2 separate regions of the Gossypium hirsutum genome follow, and region 2 is linked to region 1. A link is a contact called in public Hi-C data. All regions are on one chromosome and are shown on one strand. The core of a region is the stretch at or near the end of the contact, and the rest is flanking DNA. Distances in the headings are between cores, read along the strand shown. Region 1 holds the start of LOC107897734. Region 2 holds the start of LOC107897738 (60S ribosomal protein L23).

The links. A called contact is a pair of places that touch in the nucleus more often than the background predicts.
Region 2: a Hi-C map of leaf shows a contact between it and region 1, with 1.9 times the contacts expected there. The contact joins the promoter of LOC107897738 here to the promoter of LOC107897734 in region 1. A contact is called at or near these places in 2 of 34 Hi-C or Micro-C datasets (callus and leaf).

The regions. Positions count from the first base shown.
Region 1 is chrA10:26,562,730-26,566,394 of Gossypium_hirsutum_v2.1, forward strand. LOC107897734 reads right to left here and starts at 1,565. Exons shown (of 6, transcript XR_005903582.1): 1 at 1,315-1,565; 2 at 927-1,034.
Region 2 is chrA10:26,765,470-26,769,244 of Gossypium_hirsutum_v2.1, forward strand. It overlaps LOC107897738 (60S ribosomal protein L23), which reads left to right and starts at 2,476. Exons shown (of 6, transcript XM_016823301.2): 1 at 2,476-2,882; 2 at 2,952-2,977; 3 at 3,623-3,775.

The sequences.
Region 1 (3,665 bases), core at 315-2,814:
AAACAATATAAAAGGAATATAACTCATTGATCTTGTAGCAGAATCTTAAGTCATATTTGATGTTCAAGCTCAATGCAATACCATAACCATAGCCCACAAATACTTAAACTTAAGCAAACTGGGTAAACAATTCAACAAGTTAAGATGTATACTTTCAATAGGCTCCTCAGGGCCGAAGCGTAAACTTACTTTGTTTCCACTGTCAACATCACGAAGCTCTAGCTGTAGTTTTAGGGGGAACAATTATTTTAGTTAATTTTCTGTTATTGTAGCTCACTAAAGCATATGAGCAGTTAGGAAGATTGTGAAAAGTGAACAATACATATTTATCAAATTTCTATTACAGACTTTTGCACTTATTTACGGTGAGAATTCTGCAACTCCAAAATAATTAACAACACATAAAAAAGCAAAAGAATCAGAAAATGAACAAAGTTAACATTTCTTACTCCAAACATAACAAAACAAAATCGAATTCCATTTTGTTTTTACATTCATACAGACGCAAGTAGCATCCATAGATACTCAGAATAGATTGAGCAAATGTAATACTTAACCCTTTTATGAGAGATCATATAAAAAGCTCAGTATGAAGCACAAATTTAAAGAAAAATCGGGAGATAGGAATAATAAGAGGAAAATGAGAAAAGAAGTAAACATGGCAAGCGAAGCAGTAAAGGTCAGAGCTTTCAGCTGTAAGCGAGTTTAGGTGGAATTGGTAATGGTGTAGCCATGGGATCTTGATTGGTTAGGGTATTCGATGGAATGTGACCTCAATAAGAAAGCTGACGATGGTGGGAGAATGGTGTGAAGGAAGAAAAACAAGAAGAATGAAAGAAAGAGCATTTGTTAACATTTTACAACCCAAGCTACACAAACAAACAAACAAACAAAAAGTTGGTAAAAAAAGGGCAGCATAGCCTCACCTGAACTCGACGCTGATAGCGGCAGTTGGAGACGACAGTGGCGACTGGCGAGCTTCAAGGCAGCAAATACAACAGCAGCTAGAAAGGAGTAACACCATAGCACAACCACTTAAATCATGAAACAAAAATTAAAAAAAAATTAAGCATGAAACTTTTACATAATTCACACAAACAAACTAAGAACACTTTAAAATAATTTACTGAAGCTTTTGATTCATTAAAACCCAAAACAATTCAGCAACCAAATCAAATTCTAGAAACCCAGAAAAAGGAACACAAAAATTATGAGGATCTAATGAAAAAACCGAGAAGGATCAAAGTGAGACCAAAAAAGAACTTTAACTAACAAAATCAGAGGAAAAAAAAGGAATCAAAGGCCATCACTTACCGTAAATAAGGAGGTTCAAAGGAAGGAAGATGAAGATAGTGAATGAAGCTTGATTTGTCATCGATTAAGGATCCAATTTCTATAGGGTTTACTTTGGGAAAAATGTTTACAAAGAAATTGTCTGAAGTGTGAAAGTGAAAACGACGAAGATAAAGATGAGAGACAGGATATTTTGGTCCAAAATAGGGAAAAATGTTATTACCTGTGCCTTTGAATAGCTAATCAAACCCCAAGCCCTTGAATTGCTATTACGGGTCGTACTGTAATAGAAGCTAATTCCATTCAGCATGTAATAGCCATTACCGGCAACCAAACGTTGGTTTGGTGGTGGGCCCATTGAATCGGCTGTAATTTATTCCTATTACACCCAACCAAACATTACCTGAGTTGGCTAAAATATTGTGGTTAATTGGTAAAAGTGGTTATCAATATGATAAGGCTATTGAACTTGAATTGGAATGTCTAACTTGGTGTAACATGAGAAATTGAAAAACACATGTATGACAACATTCAAATGCTTTAATTGGGTTTTATTAAAGAATGATTAACCATTGAAATGATGTTATAACAAGTGTTTATGATATGTTTAAGTATGAAAGAGATTAAGGGCAATAAAAGGCTTGAAAATAGCTTAAGTGTTGGCCACACGGGCAGAGACACGGCCGTGTGTCTCAGCCATGTGGATGACACGGCCTAACGCACCGGTGTGTGGCTTGACCGTGTAGTTCGATTTATTTCCTAGCGTCATAAACAGAGAGTTACATGGCCTGAGGACACAGGCATGTTGATGGCACATGGGCGTGCCCCTATGTCCACATGGGTGTATGACCCTGTTTCATGGGAAAAATTTCTAAGTTTTTTCCCAGAGCTTTCCAAAGTTCTTGATTTAGTCCCAAACCCTTTCTAAAGTATGTTTTGGTCTTCGTAAACCCAAATAAGGGACTATGTGCATGTGATTGAATGTTTTAAAATATGAATGAAATTTTATGATCCGGTTTGCATGATTGTCTGTGTTTAAGTCCGGTAATGCCTCGTACCCTGTCTCGGCGTCAGACACGGATAGAGGGTGTTACACTCAGATACTTTAATATCCAACACATATGCAAGATAAGCGTCATACCCTTTTTCTAACAAATTTCTGTGCTGATATTGCTGAAATCACATTAGGTAATCCATCTAGTTTATCAGATTCGACATGAAGTAATTCACTACTCTCACATTTTAATACAATATATTTCTATTTACAGTTCACCACTGCATCATATTGGGTTAACCAATCCATCCCCAAGATCACATCAAATTCATCAAATGGTAATAACATCAAGTTAGTTGAAATGCAATAACCTTTTACCATCAATTGACAGTTTTTACAGACTTTATCCACCATAACACACTAGCCCAGGGGTTTGAAACTTTAACCACAAATTCAATGAATCTAACAGGTAAATTTTTAACAAACACTACGTTCGTGCATATGTATGAATGTGTGGAACCAGGATCAATCAATGCCGTAATATCAGTATCAAGTAGAGAAAATGTGCCAATAATGACGTCTGGTGTAGAGGCATCTTCTCTAACACGAATAGCATATGTTCTTGCAGGTACTCGTGTCTCAGATCTAACTGTTGTATCCCTGGTAGTACCTCAACTACCACTAATATTGCCAAGGTGACGGGGTGGTCTACATATCGAAATAGGATTACTAAGATGTGGAGCTAGTTCTATTTCTTTTTCAACTCTTTCGGGACATCTCTAAGAAAATGGTCAAGTGAACCACATCCGAAAAAAGCTCCACTTCTAGACTGACATTCTCCAAAATTAAATTTGTTACAATGTTTACATTTCGATTTGGGATTACCAAAACTACCCACACTGGTCACAGATGGAGATGAAGACCTTGAGTTAAGAACGCTGAGAGCCTCGCTCTCTTCCAGAATATCCCGTAGAGGTGGTAATACGAGCATAATACTTCTTTAATTTCTTAGAAGCAAATGACTGTGACTTACTCATAGTTCTTTTTCTAGAAACCCGAGCCTCTTTTTCAATTCGTCTCTTTTCTTTACTCAATTCCTCAGTTTTGTGTGCTCGACTGGCTAACACCATAAATTCCCTTATTTCGAGAATTCCAATTAACAATTTGATGTCTTTATTTAAACCCTTTTCAAAATGTTTACACATCTCAGCCTCTGTTAGAACTCATTCTCGAGCATATTTGCTCAACTAAACAAATTCTCGTTCATACTCAGATACATTCATATTTCCTTGCTTGAGCTCTAGAAATTCTTTCTTTTTTTGATCCATGAATCTCTAACTAACATATTTCTTTCTGAATTCAGCCTGGAAGAATTCCC
Region 2 (3,775 bases), core at 1,226-3,725, 200 kb after region 1:
ACATGCCATACTTTAAAATATTTACACTTTCAAAAGTATCAAAATGAGCTCGATAGTATAGTGACGATCCTCGACTATCCCCGAGCCTTTAGTGGCTACGATAACTGTAAAACAGGCAGAAATCACATAGAGTAAGCTACAAAGAGCTTAATAAGCCAAATACAATTGGTTTAACTACTAAAGCATATAAGTACAATTCAACCATAAAGATTCATAGCCATTTCATAGAATAATTCATAAGCTTAACAGTGCTCCTTTGTTTGCATTTATGTCATGCTTCATTTCCAAATTCCATACATATTTCACAAAGATAGAGTCTTTCATATTCAGAATTTTAGTACGATTCATACGTTCCTGTATAGGTTATACATTTCATAAACTCATTCTCATATTTGTACTCTTTCATCAGACAGTTCAGAAACGATACAGATACTCGTAAACAAGTACAACATCGACGTCTCGGACGTGGTCTTACATGTAATTCAATATCGATGCCTCTGTCCCAGACAAGGTCTTATACAAAATCAGATACGATGCCGATGTCCCACACATGGTCTTATACGTAAATCTCAATCGAGGCCTATGTCCCAGACACGGTCTTACACGATATCTCAGATAGTTGTCAATGTTCCTTTAGAAGTATACAGAGCTTTTCAAACACCAACATATTAACAGAATTTACTCAAAAGGTATTCATCAGGCTCTCAAGGCCATCCAATACAAATTAAAGTTTGTATATGTAGAATTTAATCAGTTTAACACGTAATTGTAATTTGACTTACCTCGTACGGATTTCAGATTGAATGAGTCGACAATTCAACTATTTTTGGACTTCCCTCGATCTAAGTCTGATTTTCTTTGTTCTTGATCTAATACAATTCAAATTCAACCATTCAATCATTCATTTCACTCAAAATAATCCATGAACACATATTTAGGGCACTTTTCATTTTAGCCCTTACATTTTCACACTTTGACAATTTAGTCTATTTTTCACAAAATCACAAATATGCAAAAATTCACCAAGACTATAGCTTGGCCGAATATACATGGTTTCCATACAAGCCCAAATAACATATTTACTTCACAATTTAGTATTTCAAAACCTCATTTTCAAAAATTAACCCAAATAGCTCTATTTCATCAAAATTTCAAAGACAAAATTTATAAGTCATCTACCAAGCCTTTATGATTCATTCAAAAACATCACAAAACTCATGATATCAACAATGGCATTTCATGAAATCTTTAACAGAAACAGAAATTCAGACATGGGCTCTGAAGAACACGAAACAACGATCACAGAAACGTAGAAATTATTAAAAACGGTCAAAAATTCATACCTTAATCAAGATGAACAAGGGCCGAACCTTAAATAAGCTTATTTCTTTCTTTTTTCCTTTAATTTTCGGCAAGAACAACCTATTATGGACACATTTCATGTTTATATTAAAAATGTTTGTTTTTATTTAATATATCATTTATACGCTTTTTACCTTTTTAACATTGTTAATAAAACATTAATTTCCATCCACTAATGTCAATAATTGTCCATATCATATAACAATGGTCTAATTGCATCTTAAAGACCTCATATTTAACAAGACAAATCAATTAGGCACTTAATCAAATAGAAAGCTACTTTTGCATTCACTTCGATTAAGTCCTTTTTCATAATTAAGCATAGAAACAGACAAATTAAATCACAGAAATTTCGCAGATATAAATTCACATGTCACAGACACAGAATCAGTATATCCGATAGGAATAAGATCTCTTCCAAAATACACAAGCATATAATCCCTCATTCTCCATAAATACTTGAGTATATCCTTAATTGCTTACTAGTGTCTTGGACCGGGATTCGTCTGATATCGACTCATCAACCCTACTACCAAATAGATATATGGACGTATGCATAACATAACATACATGAGACTTCCTATTGCAAAAGCATAAAGAACATTTCTCATATTTTCTAGATGTGTGCATAACAGATATTTGAGCCCAAAACGTTAAATTTGATTTAATTCAAGTTTAATTGTTAATTTTAAAAGTTCACAAAATCCTTAATTTATTGACTTATTTACATTTGATGAATTTACTTGAAAAAGATCACAAATAATAAAGTCTTTTTTAAGTTTGATTAAATTTAGGTTTAACTGAATTCATTTTATAAAATCAATTATGGGCTTGTTTTTGGACCTTTTGAAAGGGAGTTGATTTTAAATCAAAACTAAGTTTGGGCCTTTTTCACCATCATTCTCTTAGATCATTTATTGGGGTTCCCAACTCCATTATTACCATCACTAGTTCATCCATTTGATTAAAACGAATTTTATAATTTAAATTTAATATTTATATTTTTTATATTTAATTTTTTAACACTAAATTTTTTTAGTATTTGATTTTTTCAGTTTATCAAACAACATCAAAGTTAAAAATAATAATAATAATGAAGCCATAACTTGGGGACTCCATTCGTGAATCCGAACGGTAAGGGGGGAGGCGTCGTTGAGAAGAATATACCAAAAATTGTGGCTCGTTGGATGATGGAGCTCGAAAAGCGTGAAGATTAAAAAGCTTTTAGGTTGATTTTGAGATTTTTTTAGAAGTTCTTTTAGAAAATTAGAGGGAACTTGAGGAGAGGAGATAGAGAGGAGCATTTTGGTGCGATGGTGTGCTAGTGACAGAACCGTAGTGAGGCGGTGTGAAGGCGGCAACTAGGGCTACTAGAAGAAGAAAAAGGAGAAAAAAGAAGAGAGAAAATAAAAGGAAAAAGAAAAAGGGCAAATTGTTAAAGAAAAAACTTTTGGCAGTTTCTACACGAGAAAAGGGAAGACAGAGGAAATTCCAGCATTAGTCCATCAACCTTTTTGGAGGTAAACCGCACTTTAGGCCCTGTAATTTTAAGTTTCTTCTCTAACTTTTTTTGTTTGTTTGCATTTCAGGGAAACGGGTTAGATGGTACACGCGGGTAGCTCGGTGCATTCTTACCATTTTTAGCTATTTTAATTCTCTATTTAATATCTAATTTTAATTTAGATCTGAGAAAATTAAAATTGCTTTTTAGAAACAAAAGAAAAAAGTATCGACAATGTATTTGACGGAATGTGGTAGTGTTTCCGTTGAGGCATTAAATTTTATTATAATTTCAAAACTAAAAATTAGAATATTTAGTTGAATTTTTTTGTGTATATATATATTTTTAAACGAGGTAATATCTTCGAATTAATTTGATCAATGATTCAATCATATTTTTAGTATTTTCGTGAACACTGGGAAATATTAAAAAATTATTTTTATTTAAAATTAATGCACTAAAAAATTAATTATTTTTATCTATAAATAATATGAGGGATCATGATTTATTATAAAAGAATTAAACATAATATTTTCAACGTTACATTTGTAAGTAGTTATCTATCTACTTATTTATCATATTAGCAGTTTTTAAAAAATTATATATTAAGTAAAATTTTAATATTATTATTATTAATCACCATTAAAAAAATTAAATGTTCTCAATAAAATATATATTTTTAATAATTTATCAAAGACATTCTAAAATTGATTTTACTATTTATTAATCAAATATAATTGAATTTCTCAAATCTATTAGGTGGATGCCCAAGGTTATGGGCAGGCCCAATTTCATGCCCATCGGGAACAGTTCAGTCACCTGAAATGCAAAACCCAAAGAAACCCTAACTACACCATCTATATAAAGCTCAAATCTCCCTAGTCCTTGCTTTCTGTTTCTCTCCAGCCGTCG